Linked DNA regions of Mus musculus: all the other regions are linked to region 3. The links are chromatin contacts, called in public ChIA-PET, Hi-C and HiChIP or PLAC-seq maps. All regions are on one chromosome and are shown on one strand. The core of a region is the stretch at or near the end of the contact, and the rest is flanking DNA. Distances in the headings are between cores, read along the strand shown. Region 1 has its middle 16 kb from the start of Gm51701. Region 2 overlaps Slc6a20a (solute carrier family 6 (neurotransmitter transporter), member 20A). Region 3 holds the start of Cxcr6 (chemokine (C-X-C motif) receptor 6). Region 4 holds the start of Ccr1l1 (chemokine (C-C motif) receptor 1-like 1). Region 5 has its middle 17 kb from the start of Ccr3.

Region 1 (2,700 bases), core at 198-2,697, 140 kb after region 3:
GTGTGCTAAATTTTCTATTTTTAATGTGTGCTCTCTTTGAATGATATGATGTGATGTGATGTGTTGTGTGTAGGTCAAAGAATAACTGGCAAGAGTCTTTCACCATAGAATTTGAACTTAGGTCATCAGACTTGATGGCTGGGAGGAAACCCTGCTACTAAGGTTGAAGTCTGATGTTACTGGAAAGCCCCGAGCTTGGTGCAAAATGACACTCCCTTTGTCATCAGGGCTTCCTCTTCTCTACCTGGGAGATTCCAGACCCCACATTGACTACCTGAGGAATGTCATGTAATCCTTCACCTGAGACTTCTGGAATGACTCTCCATGTTAACTGAGTCATCTCAGTAGCCTTAGCCTTCAGCCAATGAAATTTGCCCACTTTGGACATTCTCATCCCCTTTCCCTAAAACTATATAACCTTTGGTTCACCCTGAATAAAGTGTAAGTGTATAAGCCCACCCTGAATGAAGGTATATGCACAAGCTAAAATTGTCTCAGAGAGCTGTTTCATTGAAGATCCTCAGAGAAGCCCCCCTACCCTCCACTGATTCCCAGCTGGACTAAGATCCTGCCAATTCCAGACTCCACTTCATCCTTCCAGCCTTGTGTGCAGCAGCATCTGGATACCCTGAGAGGAAGAAAGCAGAGGAAGTGAAGCACAAAGTAAGGTCAAAGTTTATCATGACTGGATGGCTTATCTGAGCTTGGTGAAAAATGGAGAACTTCCTTTACCAGTAGGGCTTCCCCTTCCCTGACTTTGTCTGGGTATCCCCACAGCCTCTACCTTGGGAAGATGAAGTAGTCCCTGGCAGACTTACAAACTCCCCAGCTCCCATAAAAACTTGCCAAGCACATACCTGGGTTTCCTGGAATGCCTCTCCATACAAATGAGGCATTCACAGAACTTTAAACTCTAGCCAGTGATTTTCATTTACCCTAAAAAACTGCCTTCCCACTCTCCAAAGTCCATATATACCCCCTGGTTCACCTCAAATAAGGTGCATGTGTACAAATCTGCCCCGCGTAAAGGTATGCACACAAGCTAAGAGTTGTTTAATTGAAGATTGTCAGAGAAGGCCTTTGTCTAAAAGGCCTGTAACTTTTAAGATCCTAGAACAGCCTCACCCTGTGTCCCACCCCGTCACTCCCAACCAGACTGGGATCCTGTAGAACTCCATCCTTCATTGAAGATCCTCAGAGAAGCTCCCTACCCCCGACTGATGCCCAGCTGGACTAAGATCCTGCCAATTCCAGACTCCACTTCATCCTTCCAGCCTAGTTTGCAGCAGAATATGAACACCCTGAGAGGGAGGAAGTGGAGGATACAAAACCACAGCTGGACCCTGAAACACATACCACTGATGGCAAAGTGCCACACTCTTCAGAATCTGTTCCCTCAGTTTCCTGTCTACATTTTCCATCCTACTTGCTATCTACAGTGTCTGGGGAAAGCAGTTGATGATGCTAGTAATAGTCTAGTTCTGCTTTTGACTGCACTCTGCAAAGCAAGGCATGACGCCTTTTTGGTTCTTGGTTTGGGCTTCTGAAAGAGTGTTGACTTCTTATCCCTCCTCTCCCTTCTCCCCTTCTTTCTCTTTCTTTCATTAAATGTTTTCTTTTGTTGGAGACAAGAGCTCAAGTACAAGTCGCTCAGCTGAGCTTGAGCTAACTATGTAGTTGGGATGATCTGCCTGCCTTTACCTCTGGAGTCCTTTATGACTGACCCTGCCTCCTTAGTATGGCGATTACAGGCCTGTAATACCAAATTTAGTATTTTTTAAAAAAGAATTATATTGTCTTCCATGGTGTTTTTAAATCTTCATTTTTTCAAAGTTTGTTTTATATTAAAGTTTATTTCATGGTAAAATATAAATTGTTAGTTAGTGACAGTCTCTGCTGCTTCTGTGCGTGTGTGTGTGTGGTTTTTTTTTTTTTTTTTGAATCTTGCTCTCCGCTTTGTGTTATTCTTCAAGCATCTGCTGCCAACCTGCCTCTTGCTCTTGGTTGGAGGTTCTGGAACTGTCTATCTTTAGGCATGTTTCCTTGGCTCAGGTCACTCTTGCCTCATAGTCACTTGTGATTTGAAATGAGAAAGGGGATGTTGTTGCCATCCTCTGTGGTTTGCAGAAGCTTACTGAAAATGTTTGCAGTTTTTCTGTTACTGGAAGTAAGTGTTTTACTATAGCCTAGGTATCAAGAAGAGTCTCCAGTAAGGGGATTCTGAGCCCATGAGAAAAGATCCCAAAGCTTGGCTAGTGTGGGTCTCACATATGGCAAAGCATTTCTCATGCTCGAGTGCTTGAGACTACCTGTCCAGAGATGTTGCCAAAGCATACTTGGAACATTCTAGAACCACCTACCTCCTGCCTTTCTGAGCAAGATGGTCCTTAGGACAGCAGTCCTCCATCTTATCTTCTGAAGATCAGTGCCTTGCCTGATCCCAGGTGATTCCTTCTGGTATCTGAATGGTGGTAATTTTCCACAGACCCAGGACACAGACTCATACCTTAATCACTGCTTTTATCTCATTATCATGTGCTAGGGTAAATTTAAAACAGTAAAATTTCCAGTGTACAAATGGAAAGAAAGGCATCTTCCCTTTTCCTTTCTTGGAACATTCCCCTGGGAAGTCAGGAATTCTTCTGTTAGCCCACTGACTTGTCCTTAAATATTCGTAAAAGCTAAGAGGCTTTTTTTGCC
Region 2 (2,700 bases), core at 169-2,668, 150 kb before region 3:
TCAGTGACTAATGTACTGGACATCTTAACATCTGAAAGACAGTCCTCTGAGGGAAGCCACAGATAGTAAACTGTGTAGAGTTGGCTAGAGAGGTCTTGGTTACACTTGAGATGGGGAATGGGACCAAAGGCACTGGCATTATTTGCTGAACACATTTTTCTGCTCAATGCAAGGGCCACCTTAAACTGCCTATTCCCTGCAAGGCAGGTAACTTTATGGCCCCCCAGTTTCTGCTGCTGGTAGAAGGCAGCCATTGGCAATTGAGAAAGGATAACTGAACCTCACATTGTAGCTCCCAACAGTGGTTGGTGTTTTTTGTCTACCCCTTGACTTCTGGGAACCTAGCCCTTCCCAGTCACCCTTTCAGCTCAGAGCTCTGGAGCCTTGCCTTCCCACTTGAGACCCAAGGCTCTGAGGGACAGCTTAGACTCACTTGTTTAAGCAGTTTTCATAGTTGAAGGTGGCCTTGAAGCCATAGATGGAGAAGGTGACAATGCTGGCAAATATGGAGGTGGAGCTGTTGATGATGGACACAATAATGGCATGCTTCTGGCAGTTGTTGGAGGGTTCATTGTAGCTGGCAAAAGCGATCAGGCTGCCAAAACCCAAGCCCAGTGAGAAGAAGATCTGCGTGGCTGCATTGATCCAGGCCTTGGGGTTGGCTAGCTGTTCCATCTAGAAGGCCAGTAGGGATAGGGCTGAGGAATCCTGGGCTCTATTCCCAGACTCTCCCTCACAGAAGAGGGAGGCTCAGAGATGGAGAAGATATTATTTCTAACACACAGGCAGTCAGGATGGCCTGAGGCTAGAGTCCAGTCTTCCCAGACAATCTCCAGTGTATTTCTCTGGCAGGTAAACTACTCAACAATCTTCCTGTTATACCCACTATGACATCCTGCCCATGGAGAGTGAGATTAAATACTGTTCGGTCTAATGCCAAACACATGGAATCTCTGATTCACCAGTCAGGCACTACACTTGTCCATGCACAGAAATTTAGGTGTTGTGACCTGGATGTGGAGTCCAGTCTGAGGTGACTCCAGCACTAACACTTAAGGCATGTGGAACAAGGGTGTGCATTTTGAAAGCTGCTACCTGCTTCCTGCCATCACATTTGTTAAGCAAAGAATGAGCCTTACTTCACATGCAATAGCATTCCAACTCAAGAATTCTGGCTAGGCTGATTGGAAAGAAAGAGTTAAAGTGGGATCATGGCAACCTAGAAGGAAAGGGTCTAAGGAAATATGGGAACAGGTAAGGGAAATAACTGGAGTGATTCCCACAGTCCCTAGCTCAGTGGAGAGTATGGATAGGGCTGTGGGTGAGACCTGGAACAGGGAGACCAGAATGAAGGCATAGGCACTAGTCATGAGGGGTAATGAGTGCAGCAGGAGGAGATGGACAGAGGATTTAATTTCCGGAACGCATAGCTGAGGAGGAAGTCTGGGCCCCCAGGATAGCCATAGATTTTGGCCCAGCCTTGGGCTCACACCAGCCCTGCTGATTACATATCTTATCCCCTTCTCTTTCCTCCCAGGTGTTCCCAGAAAGGAACAGTCCCCAGAAAGGAAGAGTCCCCAGAAAGGAAGAGTCCCCTTCCCTTGAAGCTCCTACCTTAGGTGTGAACATGTACATCAGGCCATTGGTGGCTCCATGGAGTGTAAGGCCACGGACCAAGTAGATAATAAGAACACAGTAAGGCATCGATGCGGTGAAGTAGACCACCTGTGGGCATCCAGAGATAGGGTGAAACTGCTGGAACAATAGGAATGGCAGGGCAGACAACCATCCCCACAAACACCTTATTTCTTTGGTGGTTAAGCTGCACCCACAGCTGCTGAGAGCTGCAGGTGCCAGGATCCTGATTAGGATAAGGGTCTAAGTGTGGTTAGGAGAAAGGAAGTGAGGTGACCACATCTGTTGCCACCATGATATTTCTTCTTCAGTGGACTAGAGGCAACAAACAGGTACTCAGGCTTATTCTTTCCACATTCCTTCCACTGCTCTGTCTCTTAAAAAAGGGGTTGAAAGAGCCTGCACAACATGTATGAGTCTCTCTTTTCAGTATTTGAGCCAAATTTGGCTCTAGAATTTCTGGGATCCTAAGAAAAACAGGAAAACTAGCCACTTACAAGATCTATGTTGTCCCTAAGAGGGAAATTATTTCAGTAGCTTGGTGCAAAGCCAGCTTTCCAGGATAGGATCTGAGAGAGACCTGGTCAGGCATGCCCATAGGTGGGAGCAGAGATTGGAACAAAGTGCCCACAAAAACTGTAATAAATAGTACTGATGGGATGTGGCAGCATCTCTCATAAGATGTCTCATTATTTGGTTAAGCCAATCTTCTCTCCTTACTAACATGCATCATAATGTAAGAATGTGTGCTTGGTTGCTTTGCCAGGGTCATCTCAGACTTGGGGTCACCTGACTTTTGAAAAGCCTCAAAGAAAGAACTTTCAGGTACATGTCTACCTGCCCTGAGTGGGAAATTTTGTTCTTTTAGGTTGAATTCACCAAAACAGTTGGTGACCTATGTCTTGATGTTCTTGAATTATGCTCGGTCTTCCATTTCCTCCTTGGCACGACACCATATTTCAAGAATTTCTAAGACTGTCAGAGGAATACCAGGGAGAATGTAGGGTATGTTTACCATGGCTTCTTACACATTTAGGGGACTAATAAACATACTAAAGTACTTAA
Region 3 (2,700 bases), core at 127-2,626:
ATAGCTATGACAAAAGTACCATACATTTTCAAATCTGCACATGTAATCTCCCCACAGTCTCCTGTGCACGTGCCTTAGAAGTTCATGCACAATCTCAGAGCAGTGAGATGGGCCTCTCTGTTCTTGAGGAAGACAAATAATTTTGAGAAGAGTACAGCAATGCTTGACAAATCTCAGGCCATTCTAGTACTATCCTATAAATGTAGTAAAACTGAAGGCTGTCTTGTCCTAAAAGGTATCTTTAAAATAGTTTTAGACTTATTTTATGTGTTTTGCTCATAGATATGAACTGAAGTTATGCATGGTTGTATGCTGCCATCTGGGTGCTGGTAATCGAATCTGTGTCTTTTGCAAGAACAGGAAGTGCTCTTAACTGCTGAGCCATCTTTCTAGCACCCAAAAGATTCTTTTAAAAGGAGAGGTGTTTCAACTATCTCCCGCTCAGTATTTGATGCAGCCTATGCATCTGTTCATTTGTTCATTGTTCACTGCATCCATGGGTAGGTGAGCAAAACCCAACAGTTGTAAATGGAAGCCTCCATATAATACCTTTCTTACAATAAAATCAAATACTAGTTTCTAGATTCTGGTCCTACTCCAAGTTCCTGACTTCCAGGCTAATTTTCCTGGAAGTCAGCAATGCTAGCTCACGGAAAGTAAAAACCAGACTGCATTAAGATCATAGTGTCTATCAAATAGAGGAAAGTCCAGGAGGCTAACCTCAGGCAGTTCTAGCAAAGCCAAGCACGGTAGGTGGGCACTGCCTGCCAGAGGCCTGTGGGGGCAGAGTGTAGGGCTATACCAGGTCCTCCAGCACAACCAACCACCTAGAAGCAACCTGTTCCATTGGTCTGTGAATGATCAGAAGCCTGAGCTTGTAGCTCTGAATTCACCAGTTATTTTGGCTCTGTTTCCTACATTCTCATCTGTAAATGGAGATAATACCTGGCCCTCAGCAATGTTTCAAGACATCTGTGGTAAATACTGGATCTACATTCATACAGAGCCTAATCCATAGCATGGGCTTTGTGTTGGCCCAGAACCAAAATGTTCCAAAGACATGTGTGACCAGTAAACAAAGTGATTTTCACAAACAAAGTCCACCATCGTCAGTGGACTGACAAAAGTCAAGTCTACTTTCTGCTCCCCTTTAGGAGAGCATTAATGGAAATCCTATTCGTTTTTAACAGCAGGAAATGTGCTAAGCCAAGAAAAAGGGAGTATGAAGCATCAGAATCATGCTTCATCTTTGACTCTCAAATTAAGTGGGCAGGTTTGTCAAGCTTGTCATGTGGATTCTGCCTATGGGATAGAGACGGGGGCAGGTCTCTAGCTGAAGGCTCTTAAGTATTTGACGGAAACACAGACCACATCACAGAGAACCAGAGGCAGACCTTTAGTGAGCACACTTCACTCTGGAACAAAGCTACTGGGCTTCTCTTCTGGTGAGTCATTTGCTTTCTTTTGCTGCATCTCTCATTCCTGTCTGCAGCAGGACCTGTGTATACGGTGCGAGCTACTGAATTCAGCTAGCCATGGCTCCCATCCCTCACTGCCATGGTTGCTGCAAGGGTTGGAGAAATGTGAGAACTGCTTCATTGGTTCTGGAATATAGCAAGTGGTTATAAAAGGATGGGAAAGGTAGTAACGGTATAATCAGACCCACCTAGGAATCCAGAGCAGTCTAGTCACTGGTCTTCTATTTTTAATCAATCTTTTTCTATTTTGTATCTTAAAAAAGTTCTTTTGTATCTTAAAAAACAAGCTATAATCCACAATAACTATCTACTTTTTTCAATATAAATCAACACACAACTGTAGACATTATAGACTACAAATAAGTAAATAAACAAAACAGATGAAATAAGTAATTTATAATTTTGCCAAAGGCCAATGCTGACAGAATTTGGTCCTTTAAGACTAGAGTAAAAAAAAAATTACAAATGTTATTAAAGGGTCTTTAAACAAGAGCCTATAGAATATGTGGTTCATGAAGCCTTAGAATTATAGCTGTATGGACTTTATTTCTCAGAGAAGGTCTACAGCTTCAATGAGATTCTCAAAGAGGTTTGTGACCACAAAAGGTTAAGTGTCAGGTGTGGCAGCAATCCCAGACCTTTGGAGGTGGAAGCAGGAAGATCAGAAGTATCATCTATTTGTTATAACAGTAATAGCCCATGGTGGGTTTGTGTGTGTGTGTGTGTTTCTCATATTTTTTTCTGTTTTCAGCAATTTAAATATACTGAAACTTCCAAAATAATTAGAAGTACTTCTTAAATATTTGGGTTACATTTTATGCTTTACATACAATTATAATTTGCTATTGGGCTTTTTAAAAAAAACATATCAAAAGTTTCATTACTGTTTCATTTTCCTTAATCAATATTTCAATTATAAAGAAATGTTAACTTTTTTTTATAAGAGACAGTGATTTTGTGTGCTTATGGTTGTAAAGCAAGCATTCTACTGACAGTCATCTCCCCAATCTAGTGAATTTCAATATTCTATTTGTATAGTCTAGTCCCTATCTACTAACATAACAGTGAATACGGATTTGTACATTTTCTGAAGAGCCATGCTAAGGTTGGATTCAGAAAAGAATAGGACAACAAAAAAGCAAATACAAGTGAGGTAACAACAGAGAACTGGAGGTAACTCTTGGGAAAGCAAAGGTGTTTCATATTTTAAAGGGTGAAAAAG
Region 4 (2,700 bases), core at 184-2,683, 180 kb after region 3:
ATCAGTACTTAGCATACAAAAATTTAATTACTTGTTTACTGTTTTTCAGTGAACTTGAGTTGTGAGAAGCTGGAATGGTCTCCTGCTTATAATTGTAGCTCACATGATTATGTATCAAGAGGCACATTTAAATGATTAAAAATTTCAAGTTGGAAGTTTGGCTGTAAGCAGCTGTGCAGTTCCAGCTGAGACTCAGACTCCCTCCATACAGTCTTCTCACCTTGCCCTATTCAGATAATCTTCACTTGGGGTAGTCATATGGCTTTTTCCCTCAACAGCCGGTATACATGAGGAAGCTTGAACAGACACTGTGAGCAAACAATCACTTGGAAGGAAATTCTCTAGGTGGATATAAGTAACAGAAAAGTATAAGTATGTAAACCTGTAGGAATAACAACCTATGGACTGTGACTCCTTTGGAGGTCAAATGACCCCTTCCACAGAGATCCCACATCAGATATCCTGCATATCAGATATTTACATCACAATTCATAACAGTAGAAAAATTACAGTTATTAAGTAACAATGAAAATAATTTTATGGTTGGGGGTCACGACAACATGAACTGTAATAAAGGATTGAAGCATTAGAAAGGACGAGAACCACTGCATTAGAGCATTTTAAAAACTATCAAGACAGGAAAAAAAGTTAGGTAGTGGTATTGAATGGGTGAAATAGGCTGGGATCATGCACAGAATGGAAGAGAGGGAATTAGATTGGCATAAAAGGCTGAGGAAGAAACCATAAATTCGCTGTATTTATTATCTGTGATCCCTTTCGTTACCTGTTTGCCTGTCTGGCCTCTAGTCCCTCAGAGTAACTTTGGGCAGGGTGCAGGCTGAGATCTACAATGACTTACCTAACAAAGAAAATAGATGAATAGGCATTGCTTATTACAGGTTTCTTTCTACTTTAATAGACACCCCTCCACTGTACACATATGTACACTATGCTGTATCTGCCCTGGCTGTGCCCACTGCAAAGCAGTGTTGAGTCTAGGACCAGTTCCTCCTTTTAAGTCTCTAGTTATAGCAAGATACACAAAGCAAACACAGGGGGGCAGAATCAGAGAGCTTATGAATATAGGAAGAGCACAGTACTGGCTCTCAGCTTTCAGTCTTTCTTTCCTGCGTTGTATGATGGCTCCCACTTGCAAAGGGCACAGAATAGAAGCATAGAGCAGCAAAGGTTTGAGCTTGTGGCTACTTATCAGAACAACACATTGTAGCCTGATTCTAGTGAGCAGCAGGGAGGAAAGAAGAGTCTGATAAAATGGTCCTTTGTACCCCAAGCTCAAGATTCAGACAGTCTAGTGTACGTACCTGAAAATTATCTGTGATATACCTGGATCCTGCTGTAGCTGGTGTCTGCTTCCCTTTATCTCAAGTATGTCACGTCTCTGAAGTGTGTGTGTCCTCCAGACATGAGCAATATGAATCAGACAAAGCCAGGAGCTAGTGTTAATCCAGGTGACGTTGTGGTTCAACAGTGTCATTGTCACCTGGGGGCTAGCTGGACATATGGGCTGCTGGGTCCAACCCCTCTCATGGGGAGGAGCTGTCTTAAGAATCTCACTAAGTGACCCTAAAAATTCCACCAGAGAACTCCTAAACCTGATAAACAGCTTCGGTGAAGTAGATGGATATAAAATTAACTCAAACAAGTCAATGGCCTTTCTCTACACAAAGAATAAACAGGCTGAGAAAGAAATTAGGGAAACAACACCCTGCTCAATAGTCACAAATAATATAAAATATCTCGGTGTGACTCTAACTAAGGAAGTGAAAGATCTGTATGACAAGAACTTCAAGTCCTTTAAGAAAGAAATTAAAGAAGATCTCAGAAGATGGAAAGATCTCCCATGCTCATGGATTGGCAGGATCAACATTGTAAAAATGGCTATCTTGCCAAAAGCAATCTACAGATTCAATGCAATCCCCATCAAAATTCCAACTCAATTCTTCAACGAATTAGAAGGAGCAATTTGCAAATTCATCTGGAATAACAAAAAACCTAGGATGGCAAAAACTCTTCTCAAGGATAAAAGAACCTCTGGTGGAATCACCATGCCTGACCTAAAGCTTTACTACAGAGCAATTGTGATAAAAACTGCATGGTACTGGTATAGAGACAGACAAGTAGACCAATGGAATAGAATTGAAGACCCAGAAATGAACCCACACACCTATGGTCACTTGATCTTTGACAAGGGAGCTAAAACCATCCAGTGGAAGAAAGACAGCATTTTCAACAAATGGTGCTGGCACAACTGGTTGTTATCATGTAGAAGATTGCGAATTGATCCATTCCTATCTCCTTGTACTAAGGTCAAATCTAAGTGGATCAAGGAACTTCACATAAAACCAGAGACACTGAAACTTATAGAGGAGAAAGTGGGGAAAAGCCTCGAAGATATGGGCACAGGGGAAAAATTCCTGAACAGAACAGCAATGGCTTGTGCTGTAAGATCGAGAATCGATAAATGGGACCTAATGAAACTCCAAAGTTTCTGCAAGGCAAAAGACACCGTCAATAAGACAAAAAGGCCACCAACAGATTGGGAAAGGATCTTTACCTATCCTAAATCAGATAGGGGACTAATATCCAACATATATAAAGAACTCAAGAAGGTGGACTCCAGAAAACCAAATAACCCCATTAAAAAATGGGGCTCAGAACTGAACAGAGAATTCTCACCTG
Region 5 (2,700 bases), core at 121-2,620, 230 kb after region 3:
TGTCATATAGAGCTGCAATACTTTGGGGAAGAGAAATTCTCTCCCTTGTCACTGGAACCTGCTCGAGCACCACAGTCACTTCCCACTCAGGGGCCCAGTCGTTGACCCCAGCTGTCTGCTGTGGTTGCAGAAGAGACTTGGCAGCTTGCCCAGATGGACTCCTCCTTCCCTTTTGAGAGCACAGCTCTTTAGCCGCTCTGACCAGGCCAGAGTCCCATAAATCTTCACATAGTGTCCAGTACACAGACAGATCAGCAACTGCTCCATTTTTTTGTTTTTTGTTTTTGTAAGGTAAGTCAGTTCATAATAAACAACTGGATGTTATGGTAATCTGGTAGCTCATACATAGTCAAACAGTTTCCCTGGAGTATAGTAACAACCCAAGAATTCTTTCTTGTAGAAGGGAGCAGAGCATTATTCCACCTGGAGGCATGCAATGGAATCTGAAGCTAGGATCTGGTATTGGACCCACGTCTTAACTATTGTGCAATATTGTCATTTTTAGAAGCATGTCCACTGGGAGATAAGAAAAAAAATTAGTGGTCATAAAATTAGGTGGTTTAAAATATTTGACTAAGAGGCTTAAAAATATTAAAAATAGTTTTGGCAAGAATGTTATCACAAAGCAATAGGAGGAGCAATTCAGAGGAAGTTTCCGGAAGTAGTCAAGGGTCTTTATAATGAACAGGCTCCAGATGCCTAGCAAGATAAATGAACATAGAGAAGGCTCCCTCAGAACTGATAAAAGTTGTTAAAAAAAAAAGGACAAAAATTAGGAGACATAAACAGAGGCATATTGTTGGATTTTCAACAGCACTTTGGATAGTAAAGGATGGTGTCCAGTCTGTGTTTCTGTTAGAGCCAAATTATTAGAAATTTTATGGACAGAATGTGGACAAATTTAGAAACGTAAGGATTTAAAATTTTACCTTTAGTTTACATTTTCTCCAGATGAGACAAAATACACACTTCAGCAGAACAGGGTTCTTTTTTGTTGTTGTTACTGTTGTTATTATTTTGTTTTTCCACACAGAAGCATGGCAAAGGGGCATCTAAGATCTCTGAGCAACCAGCCAGAGAAAACAAGAAACTGGGAATTTTGAGTATTTTGAAAGGTTATTATTTGGTCCATGACAGATTAAACTGAAGAAATTTAGAAAATCTGCAGCAAATATGAAAGTAGAAGCTAATTAAATGTGGGAAAAAGTTCACCATTAATGAACATGAAACAGTAAGTCAAAGGAGCTTGATATTTATGTAATTGCAATAGCGTGAACTAAACGTAGTGATTAACCAGAAACCGTCAAATAACAGTATTGAGAGGATGTGGGGAAGGGTAGGAAGTGTGATGAGTTTAACGCTAAGCTCGTAACTGGCAGGAAGTCAGTAAGTACTGGTTAAAATGAACTTCACTATCACCACATTTGGCAAGCACCATCTTATTCTAGAATAATCATTCTCCTATCTATGCATACAAAATTTTATATATAAATAAAACATAGGATTTATATTTTTCATAATTATTAAAGTCTTCTTTTAATTCTGTAAAGAATGTAGATTTATTATATGGCTTCACCTAAGTTGTTTAAATTTTTTATTTATTTCTTTGGTAATTGAAGACATAAACACATCCAGCAGCAATAAGTAAATATAAAACAATATTTTTCCTTGTGGCTTTATAAAATACTCTCAGTGTTCTTTGTCTCTCCTCCTTCTCTATTGACCTCCCTTTCTACTCGCAAGATGGATCCCTCTCTTCTTTATTTCATTTCCTACCTAATGTCATCTATATTTTTAAATTTCACTTCAACCCTTCTCTCTCTTCGCGTGTGCGTGTGCGTGTGTGTAATATAAATTAAGTCACATGGGCTTAAGAAATGAGCAACAATCATTTCTTGTTGCTCAGGGTACTCCAGGTAACCCAACTGACTTCCAAATCAAAATAGATCAGTGATAAATGTTTGCCTTGGTTGCCTTGCCTCTCAGTAATGCCGCTATTGTTTAAGACACTGCACACTTAAGACCAGTGGTGGCGCTCGCCTTTAATCCCAGCACCTGGGAGGCAGAGGCAGGTGGATTTCTGAGTTCGAGACCAGCTTGGTCTACAGAGTGAGTTCCAGGACAGCCAGGGCTACACAGAGAAACCCTGTCTCGAGGAAAAAAAAAAAAAAAGACCCTCAGTTCAAATGACTCAAGCTGGATTAGACCTGCAAACCTTTGGGGTTTCCTGAGGTCTAACTTCCATGGTTCCAGATAAAAGCAGTGGACAGAGAGGAGAGTGACTGCCTACAGGAGTGGGCAGGTGGAGAACAGTTGTCTTTTTTTTTCCTCTAATGTCTTTCTTTTCTTTCCTTCCTTCCTTCCTTCCTTCCTTCCTTCCTTCCTTCCTTCCTTCCTTCCTTCCTTCCTTCCTTCCTTCCTTCCTCTCTCTCTCTTTCTCTCTCTCTCCCTCCCTCTCTCTCTCTTTCTTTCAGATATTTTCTTTATTTACTTTCAAATATTATCCCCTTTCCAGGTCCCCTCCCCCTGAAACCTCTTATCCCTTCTCCCCTCCCTGTTTCTCTGAGGGTGTTCCCCCACCCACCCACCCCCTCCCACCTCCCTGCCCTCGAATCTCCCTAGACTGGGGCATCAAACCTTCACAGGACCAAGGGCCTCTCCTCCCACTGATGCTGGACAAGACCATTCTCTGCTACATAT

The links. A called contact is a pair of places that touch in the nucleus more often than the background predicts. ChIA-PET counts read pairs in DNA pulled down with a chosen protein or histone mark. HiChIP or PLAC-seq counts read pairs in DNA pulled down with a chosen protein or histone mark.
Region 1: a Hi-C map of CD8 T cells shows a contact between it and region 3, with 2.2 times the contacts expected there. The contact joins the enhancer-like site here to the promoter of Cxcr6 in region 3. A contact is called at or near these places in 1 of 39 promoter capture datasets (pre-B cells), 1 of 15 datasets of contacts at CTCF or cohesin (CD8 T cells), 2 of 484 Hi-C or Micro-C datasets (both in CD8 T cells) and 2 of 115 datasets of contacts at active chromatin or transcription factors (both in CD8 T cells).
Region 2: an H3K27ac HiChIP or PLAC-seq map of T-cell acute lymphoblastic leukemia shows a contact between it and region 3, with 4 times the contacts expected there. The contact joins the enhancer-like site here to the promoter of Cxcr6 in region 3. A contact is called at or near these places in 12 of 39 promoter capture datasets (the 3T3-L1 cell line, the C10 cell line, the HPC-7 cell line and 8 more), 3 of 15 datasets of contacts at CTCF or cohesin (CD8 T cells, large pre-B cells and pro-B cells), 72 of 484 Hi-C or Micro-C datasets (the 63-12 cell line, the AML12 cell line, B cells and 45 more), 6 of 115 datasets of contacts at active chromatin or transcription factors (CD4 T cells, the HPC-7 cell line, T-cell acute lymphoblastic leukemia and 3 more) and 5 of 9 other capture datasets (adipose tissue, embryonic stem cells, liver and 2 more).
Region 4: a contact with region 3 is called in a Hi-C map of group 2 innate lymphoid cells, with 4 times the contacts expected there. The contact joins the promoter of Ccr1l1 here to the promoter of Cxcr6 in region 3. A contact is called at or near these places in 3 of 39 promoter capture datasets (liver, macrophages and pre-B cells), 1 of 484 Hi-C or Micro-C datasets (group 2 innate lymphoid cells) and 1 of 115 datasets of contacts at active chromatin or transcription factors (microglia).
Region 5: a contact with region 3 is called in an RNA polymerase II ChIA-PET map of effector CD8 T cells, with 69 read pairs. The contact joins the enhancer-like site here to the promoter of Cxcr6 in region 3. A contact is called at or near these places in 2 of 484 Hi-C or Micro-C datasets (effector CD8 T cells and natural killer cells), 2 of 115 datasets of contacts at active chromatin or transcription factors (CD8 T cells and effector CD8 T cells) and 1 of 9 other capture datasets (adipose tissue).

The regions. Positions count from the first base shown.
Region 1 is chr9:123,940,129-123,942,828 of GRCm38.p6, forward strand. No RefSeq gene overlaps it. Among named protein-coding and RNA genes, the nearest start is that of Gm51701, 16 kb to the left of the region's middle. Within about 2 kb of position 1,448, at least 117 of the 459 cell types and tissues checked have an H3K27ac peak or open chromatin away from gene starts, as enhancers often do. A contact at or near this core is called in CD8 T cells, where this site is marked.
Region 2 is chr9:123,655,788-123,658,487 of GRCm38.p6, forward strand. It overlaps Slc6a20a (solute carrier family 6 (neurotransmitter transporter), member 20A), which reads right to left. Exons shown (of 11, transcript NM_139142.2): 5 at 1,615-1,725; 6 at 434-675. Among named protein-coding and RNA genes, the nearest start is that of Slc6a20a, 22 kb to the right of the region's middle. Within about 2 kb of position 1,419, at least 15 of the 459 cell types and tissues checked have an H3K27ac peak or open chromatin away from gene starts, as enhancers often do. A contact at or near this core is called in the G1E-ER4 cell line and T-cell acute lymphoblastic leukemia, where this site is marked.
Region 3 is chr9:123,805,101-123,807,800 of GRCm38.p6, forward strand. Cxcr6 (chemokine (C-X-C motif) receptor 6) reads left to right here and starts at 1,377. Exons shown (of 2, transcript NM_030712.4): 1 at 1,377-1,445. The region is part of intron 14 of Fyco1 (FYVE and coiled-coil domain containing 1); the gene reads right to left.
Region 4 is chr9:123,985,282-123,987,981 of GRCm38.p6, forward strand. Ccr1l1 (chemokine (C-C motif) receptor 1-like 1) reads right to left here and starts at 1,434. Exons shown (of 2, transcript NM_007718.4): 1 at 1,323-1,434.
Region 5 is chr9:124,037,816-124,040,515 of GRCm38.p6, forward strand. No RefSeq gene overlaps it. Among named protein-coding and RNA genes, the nearest start is that of Ccr3, 17 kb to the left of the region's middle. Within about 2 kb of position 1,371, at least 34 of the 459 cell types and tissues checked have an H3K27ac peak or open chromatin away from gene starts, as enhancers often do. A contact at or near this core is called in CD8 T cells and effector CD8 T cells, where this site is marked.